Regions from separate parts of the Hordeum vulgare genome. Here region 2 is linked to region 1. The links are chromatin contacts, called in public Hi-C maps. All regions are on one chromosome and are shown on one strand. The core of a region is the stretch at or near the end of the contact, and the rest is flanking DNA. Distances in the headings are between cores, read along the strand shown. Region 1 holds the start of LOC123407928. Region 2 holds the start of LOC123426862 (boron transporter 4-like).

The links. Hi-C and Micro-C count contacts between places; a contact is called where the count stands out from the background.
Region 2: a Hi-C map of leaf shows a contact between it and region 1, with 3 times the contacts expected there. The contact joins the promoter of LOC123426862 here to the promoter of LOC123407928 in region 1. A contact is called at or near these places in 4 of 6 Hi-C or Micro-C datasets (leaf and seedling).

What each region holds. Positions count from the first base shown.
Region 1 is chr1H:121,901,991-121,907,274 of MorexV3_pseudomolecules_assembly, reverse strand. It overlaps LOC123407928, which reads right to left and starts at 3,223. Exons shown (of 2, transcript XM_045101180.1): 1 at 2,578-3,223; 2 at 1,548-2,065. The coding sequence starts at 2,848. The coding sequence ends at 1,572.
Region 2 is chr1H:122,520,743-122,525,496 of MorexV3_pseudomolecules_assembly, reverse strand. LOC123426862 (boron transporter 4-like) reads right to left here and starts at 2,685. Exons shown (of 14, transcript XM_045110762.1): 1 at 2,592-2,685; 2 at 987-1,093; 3 at 803-885; 4 at 424-616; 5 at 175-313. The coding sequence starts at 1,090.

The DNA.
Region 1 (5,284 bases), core at 1,974-4,473:
TCTTAGACACCCGACTATGGCAACTGTTAATGCTTTCATATAAGCCCTTTCTGTGGTGCCGCTTAGACGCCCGACTATGACAACTGTTATCACTCTCATGTGAGCCCTTTAGGTGGTGTCGCTCCGACGCCCGACTGTGGCACACATGCTATTACTTATTCATCATATAAGCCCTTTTGTGGTGTCGCTCCAGATGCCCAACTGTGACATGTTTAGTAACATTCCATTGACAAGTCCCATTATGTGGTGTCGCCAAGATGCCCAACTGTGGCTTGTGTTACTTGTCCTTTCGAGGTGTCGCCTCAGACGCCCGATCGACAATCTTAAAATTGAGTATTACCCTTGCTTGCTTGTTTATACAACATTGGTGAAAATAGTTTATCTGCATGAATGCATGCGTGAATAATTCTTGTTGCATAATAGAGTTATATAACGATTTAAGCATGCATCTCACCAGCTTTAACTTATCTGTGTTCTTGATGTTTGCGAGTACATTCAAAGTACTCATTGGCTTGTCCCTGGCAATTGTTTTAGCCAGATTACTTATGGGGAGGAGCACGATGCCGTCAATCCCGAAACCTAGGAGTCAAGGATAGCAACCTTATGAGATAGGAATTTATCCAGGTCAGTTCTTCTTGTGGGAATGGAGACCCATGAGCACTGGAGATTCCTCGAGTTTTTTTCGCTGTTAGCCTCAGACTTTTGTCCGAACGAGTAGACCTTCATGGTCTGGTAACCCAGATTTTGTAATTTTCTTGAGATTTCTATATCAAATAAGTGTCCACCACCTAACAGTAGTCCTGTGACTGGTGAACACAAAAGCCTATTTTCTGAAAATTATTTTTTGAAAAACTGGTCGCCACAGAGATGAGCAGCAGTTCGCCCCCGAGTCTAGGGCGTGTTTGGTTGCCTGGGTGGCTCTAGCCTGCATCGCATGAGGGATCCTGGGTGAGTGTGGCCTGGTTGAGTGAGATGTGTGTTTGGTGGATTGTGTGATATTACTGCATGAGAGATGCTATATACAAGAGATGATGTTTGGTAGACTGCAGGGAGCGGATCAACTCAACCGACCAGAGGCGAGGCGAGGCGATCTCCCTCCCCGATCCAGATCAGGCAGGGAGCCGAGGTGCTCGGTGGCGGGGCTGGCGGTCGGAGGGCATGGCGGCGCGGCAACCGGTGGCGATGCGATGTCCCTCCCCGATCCAGATCGGAGCGACGGGAGCGGAGGTGCTCGGTGGCGGGGCTGGCGGCCGGAGGGCATGGCGGCGCGGCAACCGGTGGCGAGGCGATCTCCCTCGGGATCCAGATCGGGGCGACGGGAGGGAGGCGCTCGGCGGCGGGGCTGGCGGCCGGAGGCATGGCGGCGCGGGTGGCGAGGCGATCTCCCTCGTGATCCAGATCGGGACGACGGGAGGGAGGCGCTCGGCGGCGGGGCTGGCAGCCGGAGGCATGGCGGCGCGGGTGGCGAGGCGATCTCCCTCCCTGATCCAGATCGGGGCGACGGGAGAGGAGAAGGGCGTTTTGTACGACTCGTGCATGCATCCAAGGAACAGCCGAATCCGGCGTAGCTCTCAGCCTGGCTGAGAGGGTACTTTTTGCATCAGTTGGGCCAGGCCCAGATGGCCATACGGTTTACCAAACAAGCTGAAAATTGCATCTCGAATGCCATGCAGGTGCAGCGCGGGCAACCAAACATGTTTATCCGTTGGAGTTGGTTCCCCGCGCATCATGTCGATCAGCTCCTCCGCGACATGAAGTTGGACGGTAGGGCCGCAGCGATTATCACACCCCCGCCGCTCGCCGCAGGTGAAGCAGAGGCCGCACACTGTGCAGTAGGCCCGGAGCATCGCGATTCTGTCCTCTTGTGGTGGAGCATGGGCTCCCTCCATCGCTCGGCGATCCGTGTTGCGCGCCACGAGAGGTGCAGCTGGCTTTGCCGGCGCCGGCGTTGGAGGCAGAGGAAACGGAAGATTCGTCTGCAGTGTCATGCATGTCGACATGGTCGACGAGTACTGGTGATCCTCCGGCTTGTCCTCCTTTCTCATGGCCTCCATCACCTCCTCCTCTAAACATGTAAGATCGACAATAATATCGAGTGTTTTTGGGTGATGTAAAATAACAGCAGCACAAACTTCCTTCTGCAACCCATCTATGAAATGCATAATGAAATATGAGCTAGGAGATTATGCATGAACTGAGTAATTTTTTCTACATACTCCGTCACTGTGCCACTCTACGCCAGTGTGTTAAACTGCCGTAACAGAGACTAAAACTCCTCTCACACGAATTGCTCAGATACTGGCAAAGGCCTCCCAATCGTGGTAAATGTGGGCCTTGGTCGATTACAACCAAGGCAATGCCCCATCGATGAAGTACATCGAGGCACAACTCACCCACGTGTCCGGGATCAGAGTACACACCCGAAAATATGACTCACACTTCAGCTGCCAAGCTCTTGGCCCATCCCATCAAACATTGGGAAACCTAGACGCGGTGGAGGTGGGTAACGAGAAAAACCAAAACCACGGTCCCCCATGAACGAGCTCTAGGAGAAGCGTTGGCTGGAATCGAACGTACCCATGACCAGAGGCGCCCTCGGGGATTGATGCCCCGGTGACATCCCCTGGTGATCTGAAGTCCTGTCATGGCCGATTGGCCCGTGGCCGTAGCCACCGTGCACCCGCAAGACCTTCGGTGGCCGTGCGAGGTTCACGTCCACGGTGTGCGGCACGATCAATGGAAGATTGAGCAACCGGATCGGTGGTGGCGGTTGCTTCTGCTGTTGGGTTTGCGGAAGGGGTGGGCTCGGGGCAGCGCCCTCCGCGCTCGTCCCCTTGTCCCGCAGCATCGCCCACCTTCGCCTGGAGATTATCGACAGTTCACTCAATCACCGGCTTCCATCCTTCGAGATTGAGCATCGCGGGGTGGATCTCGTCGATTTTGGCATCCATCGGCACCACGGCCGCTGTCAGCTCCGTCATGGCCTTGACCTGCTCCTCCATAGCGGTTGCCTTGCCGTGCCTCGTCTGAATGATCGAGGGAAACCAGCCAGCCACGGTGTGTGAAGCGGATTTGATGGAGGGGAAGGCTCTGAATACCAATTGTTATGGTCTCGGGTCGATCTTACACTTAGAGGCCCTCGATTACAAGATGAATACGGTATCTAGGGTTCTACAGGTAGAGGGAAAGGGGATCGGGAGATAGCCGCCGCCAGGTTTTCGTGTCTCTGCATGCCCCTCTCTGCTGTCGCGACCGCTTAAGTAGGCTTAAGTCACCCACGAGTGGGCCGGAAACCTGTTGTTGGGCCTCCGTTCCATCCAGCGGGTCGGTTGAGGCACTGATCGGGGTCGTAATAGTGAAGGTTGGAGTGAATGAGGGGCGAGGACATCATTCTCGAGGTGGGCAAAAGAGGAAACTACCCGCGCTGCCTACGAATTGGGAGGAGCAGGGTCGCTGACTTGGTGGGCCTGGGGGGACCGGTCACGGTTGTCTCGGCTAGTTTCCAAAGGAGGAGGAGGGGGGGGGTTGGGTTTGTGGAATTTCCTATGCGCCGCTCATTGCGGCAAGTAGTCGCTGCTTCACACAAGAGGTGTGAGCGAGCGACGGGTTTGGCTGACCCGTTAACACTTTCACCGATCCTGGTTTTGAGAACCTTCTGGAGGTTTTTAGCCGATTTTTTCCGGTTTTGGGAACTTTCTAGAAGATTCCCTGACCCTTTTTTTTTCTTTTTTTCTTTTTTTCTTTATTTATTTTTCTTTTATTCTGTTTCAGTTTGGAAAATGTTCTGGATTTTTTTAAAAAATCCAGAAATTTCCAGAATTTGAAAAAATCTTTCGGAATTTGAAAAAATATTCCAGAATTTTTAAAAAATGTCCTGGAATTTGAAATTTTTCCGAAATATGAAAAAATGTTCTCGAATTTGAAAAAATGTTTCGGAATTTAAAAAATGTTTACGAATTTGAAAAAATTTCCGGAATGTTTCAAAAATGTTCCGGAATTTGAAAAAATATTCCGGAATTTTATAAAAAAATTCGAAATTTGAAAAAATGTTCTGGAATTTTTTTACTTTTCAGTTTCTTTTTCAAAAGATGTTCTATATTTTTTAAAAAATGTTCTGGATTTTCAAAACATGTTCTCCAAATTCGGAAAATATTTTTGATTTTCTAGTAAATGATCTGGATTTTCAAACAAATTTTTCAAAAAAATGTTTATCATTTAATTTTTTTCAACAATATTTAAAAAAAAATGTGCTTCCAAATTTGTTTGCATGTTTTTAAAGTTGTTCACAGCTTAAAAAGTGTCCATGTTTCAAAAAAATGATTGGGAAATTCAACTTTAGTTCATTTTCATAAAATAATGACAAAAATAAAAAAGGAAATAAGCAGAAAACGAAAAAAAAGGAACTGGGTCGGCCTAGTCGGGCGAGAGCCCTGTGCGACCGAGGGACTCCCTGCCGCAGAATGCGGCAGGTAGAAGGCCCCGTTACCTGATTTGTTTGTCAAATCGGGAGGCGAATCCTTAATTGCTCTTTGCGCACAACAGTTATTCTGAATATGATCCTATTAGGGCAGCTGGCCGCACGTGACCCACCAAGAGACAACGGATGCGGAACGGGCCTCGATGATTTTGAGCTGAGTTGACAGAGGGAGTCAAACCTGGCCCACCCTTTTGAAATCCCAAGGATGCCGCGCGACCAAGAGCCACTGAATACGCGATGCGGGCAGAAACTGATCTTTGTTCATGCAAATCCGATCCAACAACTACAGAAGAATTAGAGAAGAAGTATATTTAGAAATGACTATAATCTTTGTTCATGATCCAACAACTTTGTCTTTATTCATGCAAATCCGATCCAACAACTAAAAAATTATATTTGGAAATTAAGGGAGTATATGACACCTCACTGGCCCTTTGCGAGTTCAAAAGCCAAAAAAAATGACCACAACGAATGTTGGTTGTTTCATGATTGTTGTCAAGAGCCAACGTATTAGGAGCATGTAAATCCAAAATTAAGGTTGAAGATCAAATACAGAAGAGCTGTAAACTGCAGAGAAACTTACCTGGTTTAGCTAAGGACTAGAACGCAGACGAGCTCCAACGGTTAGCGCACATTATTGGGAGCAAACCGCTCCAGATATTTGCACTGTTTTACTATAGAAAATAAATCAAAGGTAAAAAGTTCCATCGTCGAAGGCATGACTGAAACAGATTGTATGAAATTATCAAATAACTTCTGAAAGGAGGAACCCCCCCGCTTCGATGCATCAGATAACCTTGGGAAGTC
Region 2 (4,754 bases), core at 1,436-3,935, 620 kb before region 1:
CAGTTTCATTTTACATGATCATAAATATTAGCGGTCAAAGAGAAAGATGGACCACCTAACTCCTAAAATATCATACTCCCTCCGTCCCGAAATAAGTGTCTCAGCTTTAGTACAAAGTTGAGACCCTTATTTTGGGACGGAGAGAGTATATAGATAACATTTAGCAATTTATACCTTGATAGCTTGTTGCATGAACAGGATGGTGATTAACATTCCAAACAATTCTCCTGCAAACCTTGTAAATCTATTCAAAGCAGCTGCGGCATTAAACATTGCCATGAGGAACAACATGACCGCAGTCCAGATGCAAACCCTATCACAGTGGATAAAAAGCGAAAACAATTAAATAGATATAGAGGTACCATATGGCGTAACTGAAAGGCCATCACAAAAAGTATTTCTTATTTATTTATCATCCCTTACCATCCAGCCCATGCCAGGAATAATCGTTCTCCAAGGTTTGGCTGATTTTTGGCAAAATTGTAGATATATGTATACATGATAATAGTTGGTTCTGCAACTCCCACAATCAGCAGTGGTTGTCCACCCAGTAAAGAATGTATGATGCCACATAAAGCAGTTGATGCTAATGTCTCAACTGTCGTTAGCGTACCATCTGAAATAGGACAAAAAATTATTTTCAATTGTCAGTGCCTAAGAACAAGGATCCACAACTACATTCTCCTTATCTTTGTCAAATGCCACATGGAGAGATAAAAGTAAAGGATTTAGAAAAGGGGAAAAGATGTTGAAAAGGCTACTGACCTAAAGTTCTTAACAGTGCAAGGAAGAATAGACAAACCTGTATCTTTACTAAGTTGCTCCCCAAAGGCGATGACAGGCAGTGCAGACGCAAAGAAGATGTACAGAGTAGGTGCCAATATCCTGACAGTACGTAGGTTGCATTCAAAACAGTCAACACAACTGGAAAATTTTGAGAGGTGACGTAGAATTAAATAAACATCGACTTGTTAGGTGCAGCAAACCTGAACCCAGAACTGAACCCGTTGTGCCAGTCTTGTTTGTAGCAAGCTGCTCTTCCTCCAAAATCCTCAATCACTCCCTTAAATAGGGTTTTCTTAGGTTCCATCGCCTGAAAGGGGGACAATACATAATCAGATTTTGTGTGTACAAAGGCATGGTGTACAGTGATGAGTCATACATTCCCTGTCTTAATTTTTATAAAACCTCCACAGATTTCTAATTCAAGATATAATGTTTACCAACAAGGCAAAGATGTGGCTATACCAACAACTATTTCAACAATACTTAGGTTTGGCGGAAAAAAAAGGTGGCACCTCTGGAGTCATATTTGAAAGTACTTGTTCATGATCACAGTTTTGTGATTATGAACAACATACTGTAAAATTGAATTAAGACTAGAAGTTCTATTTTGGATGCCATCAAGCAAAACAGCATCTCGTAAAAATCAACTGAAGATCTCATGTTCCTCCCACACAAACAAAGCCGAGAGAATTTGCATAGAAAATTATTCATGAAGACAATGTACAGAGCTGCATTACCCCATAAAATGTTGCTTCATAACTTCAGATTTCGTCTGTAAAAGAATACGATAGCTAGCACGTGAAGCATCAGAAAAAGGAAATAGGAAGGTTGGCCCAATTTGGCTTGCCTATGTTTGTTATGCTATATTTAGCATGCTGGATGGGCCAAATATTGACTGGTCATTAACCATTGAATGATAGCCTTTGGTATATGCCCTATATCCTTCATTTAACGTGATGCTATATTTAGTTTTGTATTAGTGCCGGACACGGTAAGAGCACGTTTTTTTTTGTATGACTATCCTGACATCTGAGATTGCCAAAAAGGCTTTACAGCTTTCAGGGAAACAAAAAAAAAATAGGGCCATTAAAGAAGACCATTTGGACTAGCTGAATTAGGCAAACGCAAGCATCCTATCAACCGACAGACATTTGAAACTAGCCCCAAAGGCTGGGGCCAAATACGATGTGATAATAGGCCATAGCAAATGGAAGCGGTCCTACATGGATGAATTACCACAAGCTTGTGCGATGGCCATGCTCTGCTTAACAAAATCAATCGAGCTGCCTGATCTCCTCTGTACGCAAGCTTCACATACGGCAATCATGAACAGAGGTTGAAGCAAACCACAAATTCACATAGATAAAAAGAGGGTACAAATCAACTAATCAAGCATGCATGTTTGGGGCCATGTTAGTAACAACCAAAAGTAGTGAAATGGCACTAAAATTTTGCAGGGGATTGCATGGACGCGACAAAGCTAAGTGCTAGAAGGTTGCCAAAGAAATGTTACAGAGATAGAGAGAAATTTCACCCTACGTGCTCATTGTTGTTGTTGCTGCTGCTGCAGATGAACAAACTCTTCCAAAAAAACAAAAAAATAGTGACATGTACAGCATCAATTTAAGAGCTACATTTCCTTCAAGCGCATAGAATCACCCCGAGTTGAATCAACAAGAGCGCAACAAACAAAAAATCGACAAATCTGCATGCAGTGAAGGGGCTGCACCCAGCAAACCCAAGCAAGCCGTGGAGGAACTTTTGAGGTGACGGGATTGAAGCACTGGAACGGAGCAGAGGCTTACCAGCAGCGACGTACGAGGTTGAGGCGGGGCGGGGTGGGGTGGGGGAGGCGAGGCGGGGCGCCGGAGACGCGCGGTACCGCAACGGCAATGCCGCCTCCACCGCGACGCAGGGTGCGAAACCCGGCGTCGGCGGGCGGAGGAGGGGAGCCGGAGCCGGGGGGCGGGCGGGGTTGCAGCCTTCTTTCCTTTGCCCCATTTCCTCCGCGATGGCCGCCTATTATTTATAGACCCCGGCGACCCCATCGATCCATCGGCGGAGAGAAGATCAGTGTGCGCGCGCCTGACGCCCAATCTCCCTCTCTGTCACGTGGGCCCGACGAAAATAGTAAACGTGCTTCCAGGATTGCGTGGGGCCGAGGTGTCACCGGCGCACGGCTCTCGCGGGTTTGAATCGAGGCCGTCCGTTCGAGCCGATGGTACGGCCTGCGTGGGGCCAGCAGGACAGCTGTCGCCGGATCCGGTCCACGTCGTCCTCTCGCACGTTCGCTCCAAGCATCGGCTGGCCAACTCGCACGCGCGGGCTGCTTACCAGTTACCAGACCCGACGATGACGTGACGACGTTTCCGCCGTGTGGTTCGGCCGCGGCCAACCCGAGCGAAAACTTGCTGCACGTTTCCCTTCCAAATTTGGAAGAGACGTACACGAGGGATCCATCCGCCAGCTGGCCTCTCCACGTGGCAATCACGGAAACGGGGCGATTGGTTGGGCAGCCTCTACCGCCATACGAGCATGCGCAATGCTGCCTGCCTTCTCGCAGCCATGTCATATTCACTGTGACCTGTGCAATGGGTACGGTTTTAGTTTGGAATATCAAGGACTGCACGCGTGCGTCGTGTGGAATGAGGTGCAACTATACGTACATGCACGCTAACATCGATCCGTAACCCAAACTGTAACCCCATACCACTAGCCTGAGACTGAATTCAGAACATCCGAAAATATCAACGCTGCTTGCTTGCTTCAGTATGTCAAAAAATTAGAACCACGAGCTGGTTCGGGAGTTTGCTACCAGTAAACATCGCGTGGATGGAAAGCCTCGTAGGACGCAATCTGACGGCATCACCTTTGGGAAAACCTCACAACCAACAACATTGCTCGTGCCATATAATATATCAGAACGGCTTTCCTAAAAAAATCAGTCGACTGCGCAAAGTCTCAGTCAATACTATAATCTGTTGATTTTACATTGAGATTCATATAGATAATTTTTTTAGTTTTTTTCTTCTTACATACTATACTACTTGACTGAGACTTCATGAAGTCTGAGTCGACTGAGACCTAGACACACCCTAACAGAAATGACACTTCATCATATTGCTCAAGCAAACTACCAAGACGCTGTCGTGGTCCTTCATAGAGAAAACGCAGAAGCTTTGCGTCTTGATGCACGGACAACCCTCCGAGTAAGCACCCCCATGAACACGACCACACAAAAAAAATGCATCCATTATGCTGTCAAAAATAAAGAAAGTTCATGAGGCCAGAAAGGAAAAACACATATCAGAATTCAAACTCGAGATATCCTTGTTTGTGAACTCGATAGGTAAGGTTGGCCACGGCTTTACTGGTCAAGGCCCACTCAAGGCCGTTGAGGGGCATGTGCGAGCTGTGCGCTCGCACGGGGCCCCAAAATCCGGGGGGGGGGGGGGGGGGGCTGTTGGAATTATGCCCTAGAGGCAATAATAAATGTATAGTTATTATTATAATTCCTGTATCAAGATAATAGTTTATTATCCATGCTATAATTGTATTGAATGAAGACTCATTTACATGTGTGGATACATAGACAAAACACCGTCCCTAGCATGCCTCTAGTTGGCTAGCCAGTTGATCGATGATAGTCAGTGTCTTCTGATTATGAACAAGGTGTTGTTGCTTGATAACTGGATCACGTCATTGGAAGAATCACGTGATGGACTAGACCCAAACTAATAGACGTAGCATGTTGATCGTGTCATTTTGTTGCTACTGTTTTCTGCGTGTCAAGTATTTATTCCTATGACCATGAGATCATATAACTCACTGACACCGGAGGAATGCCTTGTGTGTATCAAACGTCGCAACGTAACTGGGTGACTATAAAGATGCTCTACAGGTATCTCCGAAGGTGTTAGTTGAGTTAGTATGGATCAAGACTGGGATTTGTCACTCCGTATGACGGA